2 separate regions of the Mus musculus genome follow, and region 1 is linked to region 2. The links are chromatin contacts, called in public Hi-C maps. All regions are on one chromosome and are shown on one strand. The core of a region is the stretch at or near the end of the contact, and the rest is flanking DNA. Distances in the headings are between cores, read along the strand shown. Region 1 overlaps Adamts17 (a disintegrin-like and metallopeptidase (reprolysin type) with thrombospondin type 1 motif, 17). Region 2 overlaps Adamts17 (a disintegrin-like and metallopeptidase (reprolysin type) with thrombospondin type 1 motif, 17).

Region 1 (4,419 bases), core at 1,732-4,231, 200 kb before region 2:
AGAAGAACAGACCACAAAGCGACATGACACAGCTGTCACATGCTCTGTGATAGAGGCATATTCCTGTCTTGGGTGTGTAAGTGATGGTGATACAGACAGGCAACTGGAGATGCTTTGGGGGAAAAAAGACCCTATACATTTAGCTATGGTACCCGGGAAAGGAAGCTGCTTCTGGGAGCATGTGGCAGACCTGGAGGTGGGGCCCTGATCTTAAAATCACCCTGGCCCACACCCAGAGGCCAACATCTGGGAAGTGAGGTCTGAGAAAGTACATCCAGAGAAGAGAAAAGCCAAGCTTAGGGTTGGGGGACTGAGACCCACGGAGGCCACAGTATCAATTAGAGCTCCTGTGGCAGGAAGGTAAGGGAGCCAGTAAAGATGACAGCTATCTTTTCCCACAGGTCTGGCTAGGGAAACGGGGTGAGAGATGGAGTGAAGTCACAGAAAGGAGGTGGAAGCTGACTGTCATTGTGGCTATGGTAGAGGACTCTGGAGCACTTATAGCCATTGGTGAGCAGGAACTAGTGAGATGAACAAAACTTCTCCATGTGCAACCCAGAGCCACGCCTGGGCCCCTGCTGGAACCCATGTGCCACACTCAGATGAGAGAATCTGGGTGGCAGTTTTCCCTTCTCCTCAGGAACTCCCATTCACTCTGCATTCACTCACCAGCCTCCCTTCCCAGCTCAAGGCGAGGGCTGGGAGTCAGAGGTCAGGGCCTTGGCCTTTCTTGCAAGGTGGCCATCTTGACTGCCTAGTATACTTGCTGTTTATCCTGATTCTTCATCTTCAAGGAGTGTCCCCCCATCTCCCAGTCTCCTGAGCTTCCCTCGAGAGTATATTTCCCCTCTAGTCATATGGGACTATGTCCAGTTCTGGGCTTTGGTTGCCTTTCACCTCAGAGAGAAGTGCCTTTCTTCCTAGGTGTTGTCCAAAGACGTAAACCTGATCTGTCACCACATGGAAAAGAGCCTCCGAGAGTGTTTCCTGCCACATCATTCGAGACTCCTAAATTCAGCAGGACCTGAAGTTGAAGCCCAAAAGCCCAGTGACTAAGGACTGGATTTATTGTCACTGAGTCTTTAGGAGGCCAGCTTGTAGAAACACTAGTCATGGCAAGGACAGGGCAGATGGAGGAAGAAAACTGCTCTTATGAGTTCCTCGGGGTCACCTGAGTTCTTCAGCAACAGGAGCTCCATAGCGCTGACATGCAACGGGCCTGGTGTACACTCCCAGGCTGCTTTTCCCATCCTGCTTTGCTCCAACAACCCCCTGCACAGGTGGCTCTCACTCATCAGTGTTGTGTGTACCTGCCTCTGGCCCCTTTTCTAAGATGCTTTGAGTGACTTATAAATTACGATCTCAAAATCACCCTGGCCCACACCCATAGGCCAACATCTGGGAGGTGAGGTCTGAGAAAGTACATCTAGAGAAGAGAAAAGCCAAGCTTAGGGTTGGGGGATCGTTACTATCGTCAGCTGCTCCATCCCAGGGGAGCCAGGGTAGAAGCGGCAGCTGTAGTGGTCAGGATGGCGGTGGAGGCCTGGCTGCTGAGCCCCTCTGCTCATCTGAGCAGGGTCCTCAGGATAGTAGTGCACACACACGCGCGCGCGTGTATGTATATATACATACATACATACATACATACATACATATATATATATATATATATATATGCCATGATTTCTCAGTTCAGGAAGAATTTGAAGCAAGAGCTTCCTGAGGTGTGGGCATGGCTTTTAACGTTTCTTACTTGGGTGGGAGTTACCTAGCAGGACACAAAATTTCTAAGTTTCCATATTCCATGTAGAAAATGAACAAGCAGAATTTAGCACTTGACATTCCTTTCCAAAGGGCGAGAGGTCAGTGTTGGGTCAGTGTTAGGACATCAAGGTCATTTCTGACAGTGAACAGGTAGCTTCCTGGTGGAGCCTAGTGATTCAGTGACTTCACGGGGTTGTCACTCTTGTCCCCTTAGGTTGACTTGACTCCTGACTTCTGGGAGTGGGTCCAAGCAGGGTTTGTGGTAGCTCCTCTGTGAGGGAGTGTGTCCTGAGGCCGATGTATGTGACATGCCCATATTCTTAATGAAGCTGCTGTCCGCTCAGCTCTCAGGCATCCAACCCTCTTAGTCTGTAAGCATGTCAAGACCAACCAGTCTGCAGGTAACACTAGGATTTGGGGACTCAGAGAAGACTCAGCAACATCATCCAAAGGATCCCACATACTTTGATTTACAGGCAAGTAACAGTTCGAAGCAGAGAGGACGGGATTCTGCCAGTGGTTTGAGTCCTTCTGCAGGGTCTAATGTGCTGGTTTGTGGAGGAGATTTCTCAAGCTGCGTCTGCCTGCGCCAGAGGCTGCATGTTTTAAACCAGGATCCAGAGGGGTGGGGGTTGGAGGGGAAAGCATGCTTTGTGGATTTTACTTACATGCTTTCAATAGTTGAATAGTTGGGACTGACTTTTTTGCAGGGTACCACAGGAACAAAGAATTTGATCACTGTGACAGGACAAGATCTCTGCATAGCCCACAGCATAATGCCACATGCTGAACAGCCAACCATTCTCAGCTCGGGCCCTTTTCTAGGTGGATGTTTGCCCACCATTTTGGGACTTATAGGTACTCTCGGAGAAGATAGCAAGTGGGTGTTCCACAGAGCAAGAAGGGGCACTCCTTGTCAGCAGTGGCCGTGCAAGGGCAGGCTCTCCCTCCCTGCCTACTTGTTCTCTGCTGGCTCAGAGGGGCGCAGAAAGCCAGAGGGTTCATTTCGGTTCTTCCCCATCAGGAGTCAACTGGAAGACTTGACCCACAGTCAACCCACTTCTATTCCTGGCACTGTGTCAGATTCTTTTTTCTTTCTTTTTTTTTAATTTTTTTTTTTTTTTATTTCCACTAGGAGTTCAGCCAGCTCTGTTCTTAGCCATGGATACAAACTGGAGGCATTTCCTGTTCCAGGTGGTTTTGAGCAGAAAGCCAGCCAGCGTGGGCTGAAGGTAGGCGGGGGTGAAATTCTTCAGGAACTGCTCCCAGCGAATGTGAGAGTAATTCAGAATGAAACTGGGTTGACTTTCCAAGCACCCAGCCCTGAGTGGAAACACGGCCTGCTGGAGCTGACTCTAGAAACATAGCCAGGGAGCGTGGACCACCTTCAGGCTTGCTCCTGTCTGTGTGCCAGGGCTGGAATGACTGGGTTATGAATTTGGGGTAAGATAAGGGGACCAAAGCTGGTTCCAAGCTCCCACGGAGGCATGGCACTGCTCCTGGGGAGCTAAGTCATTCAGGCATTTAAGCCAATCCTCTTGGGATACAGACTGGCAGTCACACACAATGAAATGTCATCTCCATCAGTCGACCGATGGTCCTGATTAGACTCCACTGGAGATTCTGAGAGGCTCCAGACTGAAATGGATTCAGGTGGAGTGCAGAGCTGGGCATGAAAGGAAGCCCCCCTGGGGCTTTTGCTTGCTATCTGCAAATCCAGCAGAGTGATGCTCTGTGGCGGACTGGGGTGTTCAGGTCTCTAAAGCGCTGCACTGCCCAGTGACTGGGAACCACAAATGTGGATGTTACTACTTCCCTTTGTACATGGGGCCTCTAGGCCTCCACGGTAGAGCTGTCAGGGCCAACTGTGACAGCAAGCCATCATGTGGGTCTCATTGACGAGTTCCTTTATATCCTAGGATTTGTTAACTCTGGCTCCATCCTCTGCCATGCTTACACTCCGCAGAAGAGCAGAAATGGAGGTGGCTTCATTACTTCTCCCAGACTCATGGAGATGGGTCAGGGAAGATGGCTGTTGGGGCATCTTGGGAATCCAAGGATGGACTTTGCTGCTTTATGGAAGAACTGGCATGGTGCACTTAGAGCTTGGTGAGCTCTTAGACTACTGGGCTCATCATTTTGTGAGGTGATGGTGAAAGCTGACTTTGATCTCTTGTGGAGTCTCAATGCTGTGCCCTTGGGAAAGAAACATGCTTCCCCGGCAGAAGGATTCATTCTCAGAGCATCAGCCAGGGAAGGTAAATTTGCAGGTGACACTAAGAGACAAGACTAATGATGTCAACACTGCAGACGTTGACTCATTTTCTCATGTAAGTGGAAAGGGGCAGGATCTCTGGGAATTTAGCAGAGGACTGCCACTCTGAGAAAGTTGCCCCAAGCAGTATAAGGCTTGTTTTAGGCAGCATTCATAAACACTGTTCTATGTGGTGGTCCAGCTTGGTAGGCTGGGCTGGGACACCCTTGCCTCTTTCAGGGACAGATGGGCAGTATACCTGGGAATGTCTTCTCCATGGAAAGGACAGCACTGCTACCGAAGGCTCTATAATAGCACCATCGTCATCATCTTAGGCTCTATGTAATGGTGCTGTGGTCTTGATTAACATGCACCTGCTAGAGATGAGTTTTGTGCCTGTT
Region 2 (4,999 bases), core at 256-2,755:
GTGTGATGTCATTATGAAACCCTTTGCACAGCCAGTGGATACGTGCTAATAATGCCCACAGAGCAGCCCTGTCCTCACCTTGGTCAAAGACCTTTCTGCAGTGGGCAGCAGTTCATATGGCAGAGACTGGTCACTTATCAGTCTGATGAAAACAAGTGGCTGCTGAGTGCCAGCCCTAGGGTGGGTAGGACACGGCCATTGCACTCATGAGTTAACAACTGAGCTGGCTTGCACACAAGCAGGCCCACCAGCATTGCCTCGTGGATGAAGGAAAAGCTAGTGAGGGCCCGCCTCCTGGCTGATAAGCAGTTAATAGAAGCTGGGGATAGGAGAGACATTTTATTTCCTTCAGTGGTGTGGTCATGTCTATGTGGCTCACACTCCAGTAACTACCACCCACCATGCTCACGCAAACACCCTCAATGATCTCAGTGGATCCTTTTCTAAAAGATATGAAAGAAGGAGAAGAATTTGCTGGGAGGCAGAGGAGGAGGAGGAGGAGAAAAGGAGGAAGCAGGGGTTCAGAGAGAATGGAAGGGAGACAAGAGAGCCATGGAGTGATGATCAAAACATTCCATACACATGAAACTGTCGAAAAATAAAATTTAAAAATGTACATGAGGTTGTGCCTATATGCTAGCAATATATACTAGTATATATTTGTATATTACTAGTCTAGTATACTAGTAATAAAGAGAGGGGTGTTATGATTGCATGTTTGTGTACATGCATACACACACACACATGACATGAATGACAGCAGTGTTAAGATAGGAGAAACAAGAAAGACAGAGGGGAGATGATTCCCTGACAAGAGACAGTGAAGCCCCAAGGACAAGCAAACACAGTGGCTAGGCTGTCGGCTCACTGCTGGAACACACAGGTTTATACTGAAGGAGGCAGTTTGTCAAACAGAGGCAGACCAACCAGGCCCATGACAGGACAGCCGGGCCCTGGTGTGCCATGAACACTCAACTCCAACAGGATGATTAACTGTGTCGCAGAAAAGAAACCAATGGGCCAAACGTGACTCAGATGACACCCTGGAGGGCAGAGCAGGCCCACAGCCCTGTTGACTATCATCCCCAAACACAGAGTCTCCTTCACCATAGTGAAGTCAGCCTTCATGGTGGGTCAACAGTTTGCATTTTAGGGATAAGTTGTAGTTCTATAAACCACGAAGGCCCAGAAGACACACCCTAACAGGGTGCTGACAGGACCCCGTTTCATAAGTCCCATCTCTAAGTGATGGCTATTTCCTTAGAAAGGAGGATCCATCCTCTAAGTGCAGCCAAGACAGGAGGTGCCCCCCAAGGCAGATGCAGAAGAGCCCTGTGTCCCTTTACAGTTGGGTCTGGGATCTGGCCACCCCTCGGCCAAAGCCGGCCACCAATGATGCCTGGCATTTTCTGCTCCAGCGGACGGGAACACACGGCTTTATTGGGTTTCCCCTATGTCTCATTCTCTAACTCTGCTCAGACCCAGTGACAGGGATTTGATCTATGGCTCACTCATGGGTTGAGGAAGGCAGGGCTCCTTCAGCCCGGAGGCAGTTTGTGCAACCCCACCAGAGTTCCAGCCAGTGAATTCCCTGTCTGGTTGTGCACAAGAAATTGCCCGTTGCTTAGGAAGAAGGCTGTGCAAAATGAGCCCACTTCATCTGCGGCTGGAAATCGCCCAACAAAACTGGGCAGCAGCTGTCCCGATGAGACTTTTTTTTTTTTTTCTGGGATTTTCCATGAGAAATTAGTGTACTGAAAAAGCTAGACTTCTTTGCAGAAGGGGGAGGGATATGCAACCTAAAGCCACTTTTTTTTAAGTCCATTACTCTTGCCCCTGCCTCGGGTGGACTTTCTGGCTTGAGGCCTCCTGCTGGGAGGGAAGCCCTGCTACACTCCTTTGCTTGGTCACACATTCTCTCTTCTGCTCTTGTCTGTTCTCTCCCTCGGAGGGAACATGAATGCTGCTGATTCAAAAATCAGACACTTCAAGGAGAGCTGGTAGGAACTTTGCCCACCCCCCACTGCTGTCTGGAACACCAAACGAGTACGTAGGCCATACATGTACCAGCCTCCTGGACCAGGCATTCTGAGGGGCCACAACCCTCCTCCAGTCTCACAGAGGACCAGCTGCCAGAAGTGTCTGAGCCACCTGGACAGCTCCGGCCAGTGCTCACTTTAAATAATAAACCATGCATTTTTTTGATCCGTCTGCAGCGCCAGGCAGATTTTCCTATTTAAGCTGGAGGCCTTCTCTGCTTTGAGTTACTAAAGTGGGATGGGTGTGAGTTGCATAAGAGCCCAGAGGAGAACCGGGGAGAGATGGCATAGCTGCTTGCCCAGCTCCTCTGTTTGGCAGAATGGTGTGTGGGAAAAAAGGGTTCAGGGGCAGCCATAAAAAATGGCATGGTGCTCTGTCTCATTGTCTCCGTGTTGATATTTCAGCCTCTCTCTCAAGACAGAGTATTAGCAATGTCCGAGACGGAAGCATTATGCTTGTCCCCCGGTGGTATCGTCGTGTTCTGGGCGGAAACACGCTGAACAGATATGAAAGGAGAAGTTACTTTGTGCTGGCAGGAAGGTGGGAGTAACAAACGAATGCCTTTCTGGGTTGCATGAGGCTTTCTAAAGTTGCCTATGTCCTAATGTCCAAAACTCATGGAACTAGTATCTTGCGTGGGGACAGGGACTCGGCAGATGTCATTTTAGAACCCTGAGGCAGGTGGAAGGGCATTCAGTTACAGAAGAGAGCCAGCAGAGGGACGCAGCGTGAGAAATGTCACTGGTTGTGGAGCTGGAGGAAGCAGAGAGGGACTGTGAGCCAAGGATTGTGGTAGCTGGATGAGGTGAGGGAACAGATTCCGTTCGTTCACAGAGCATCCAGCATCTTGCTGACATCCAGTGCAAATGATTTTAGACTTCTGACCTCCCAGACTGGAAGAGAACTGTCTGTGTTATTTTAGGCGACTGAGTCTGTGGTATAGCAGCCATAGGAAAGTGATGCCTGAGTGGCTGAGTGTGGCCCCCAAGCCAGCGTGTCCTGGACACAGCTGAGATGATGAACAGCAGACAACGAAGTCCGATGCTCAGGAGACAGACAAAGCATCCAGGCTTTCCAGAACACCAAGGAAGGCTGTCAGGGTGGACCTGCTAGATAAGCAAGCAGTACCTCACTTGGGCCGCCAAACCCAAGAGCAGTACAAAGATGGACCAAAAAGGTCTCTCCCTGGCTAAAAGGTCTGCCTTGAACATACGAAGACCGTGTGACCAGAACGTCTTCAACCTTGTTTGAATCTCATTAAAGCAAGAATGACTTCCTAATACATCAAGTACAAGAGGAACTTTATGCACCTCTCTGGGAAAGGTTGGGTGACGATGTAAGGATGTAAGGAAAACATCACATAGTAGAAGTGTTTCCATGGAAACACAAAGGTAAGCAGGTCGGCTTTAATGAAAGGAGGAAAGTTCAAAGGAATCCCAGTCACAAAGAGTGCCATGTTGGGATGGCTCCGGGAGGGACTGGACCAAACCAACCTTTGCAGACCAGACGGCTTGTGTGATTCATAAACTGTCCCAGAACACTGAAGAAAAGTCCACATTTTTATAGAGCCAGTGTCATGTCAATGTCCAAAGTGAGACAGACAGACAGACAGACAGACACACACACACATTCACAGATACATAGATATACACAGTCACAGATAAACACACTTTCACAGACACATACATACATCTAAATTATGGATGTAGAATATTCAGGTAAAACTCTGGCAAGCAAAAATCTACCATCAGTTGAAGGAAATAATAAACTAAACCCAGTGGGATCTTTTTTTCCCAGGACTTTCAGGTTGGTATATTAGGAAACCATTGACATAATAGACCACATTAATACATCTAAGGGGAAAACCATATGCATGTCTACATAATGCTCTAAAAGCCATCGGAAAATACAATAGCCATGTCTAATTTCTAACAATTACACGCTCACTGGCCAAGTCTGAGGTAGTTTGAGCATCACAGTAAATACATATAAGTGAGGATTTGTGGAATAAAAGGAGTCAACAAGTCCACACAAATGTAAATCCCTAAGTCATGGAGGAGAGAAAGAAGCCCTCCTTACAGGAGGACAACAGCTGAAAGAGTGGGAGAGGAGCTGGGCCTCTGAGAGTCAGCGTTTCAAAGCTTCACGGGAACACAGGGAAGACCAGAGAGACGACAATGCTGGTGTGAGGGAGAGCTGGAGCAGAATCCGATACCTGTGATATCTATATCATCTCGAAATTCCTCCAAGCTCCTGGAAAACTGCATATGGAAAGACTGAAACTTGACCTGTGTTAACCTCGAAACTCAAACTTCACCCAGCACTGAATGTAGTCAGACTGCCAGTGCCTACAGTAAGACCCACCCAGGAGAACACAGAATCTTTCCCATAACTCTTGCCAATACAATTATGATGAAACACCAGACAAAAGTAAACCTGCAGATATCCTTGTGTTGGCTAGTCTTATGCCACTTGACATAGTATAGAGTTATCTGAAAGGAGGGAACATCAATTGAGAAAAATGTCTCTGTAAGACTGGGCTGCAGGCAGGCCTGTTGAGCATTTTCTTAATTAGTGAATGATACGGTTGGGCCTAGCCCATTGTGGGTGGTGTCATCCCTAGGCTGGGAGTCCTGGATTCTATAAGAAAGCAGGCTGAGCAAGTCATGGGGGAGCAAGTCAGTAAGCAGCATCCCTCCAGGGCTTCTACATCAACTCCTACCTCAGGTTTCTTTCCTGTTTGAGTTTCTAACCTGACTTCCTTCAGTGATGTAGATACAGAAGCTAAATAAACCCTTTCCTCCCGACTTGCTTCGGGTCATGATATTTCATTGCAGTGATAGTAACTCTAAGCAAGACATCCCATATTACCATATTATCATTTCTGGAGAGAGAGAAAGAGAGAGAGAGAGAGAGAGAGAGAGAGAGAGAGAGAGAGAGAGAGAGAGATTAAATATCT

Evidence for each region. Hi-C and Micro-C count contacts between places; a contact is called where the count stands out from the background.
Region 1: a Hi-C map of cerebral cortex shows a contact between it and region 2, with 2.8 times the contacts expected there. The contact joins two enhancer-like sites. A contact is called at or near these places in 4 of 484 Hi-C or Micro-C datasets (cerebellar granule neurons, cerebral cortex, nephron progenitors and 1 more).

What each region holds. Positions count from the first base shown.
Region 1 is chr7:67,063,418-67,067,836 of GRCm38.p6, reverse strand. The region is part of intron 16 of Adamts17 (a disintegrin-like and metallopeptidase (reprolysin type) with thrombospondin type 1 motif, 17); the gene reads right to left. Among named protein-coding and RNA genes, the nearest start is that of 1700112J16Rik, 160 kb to the left of the region's middle. Within about 2 kb of position 2,981, at least 17 of the 459 cell types and tissues checked have an H3K27ac peak or open chromatin away from gene starts, as enhancers often do. A contact at or near this core is called in cerebral cortex, where this site is marked.
Region 2 is chr7:66,864,912-66,869,910 of GRCm38.p6, reverse strand. The region is part of intron 3 of Adamts17 (a disintegrin-like and metallopeptidase (reprolysin type) with thrombospondin type 1 motif, 17); the gene reads right to left. Among named protein-coding and RNA genes, the nearest start is that of Gm33627, 28 kb to the right of the region's middle. Within about 2 kb of position 1,505, at least 54 of the 459 cell types and tissues checked have an H3K27ac peak or open chromatin away from gene starts, as enhancers often do. A contact at or near this core is called in cerebral cortex, where this site is marked.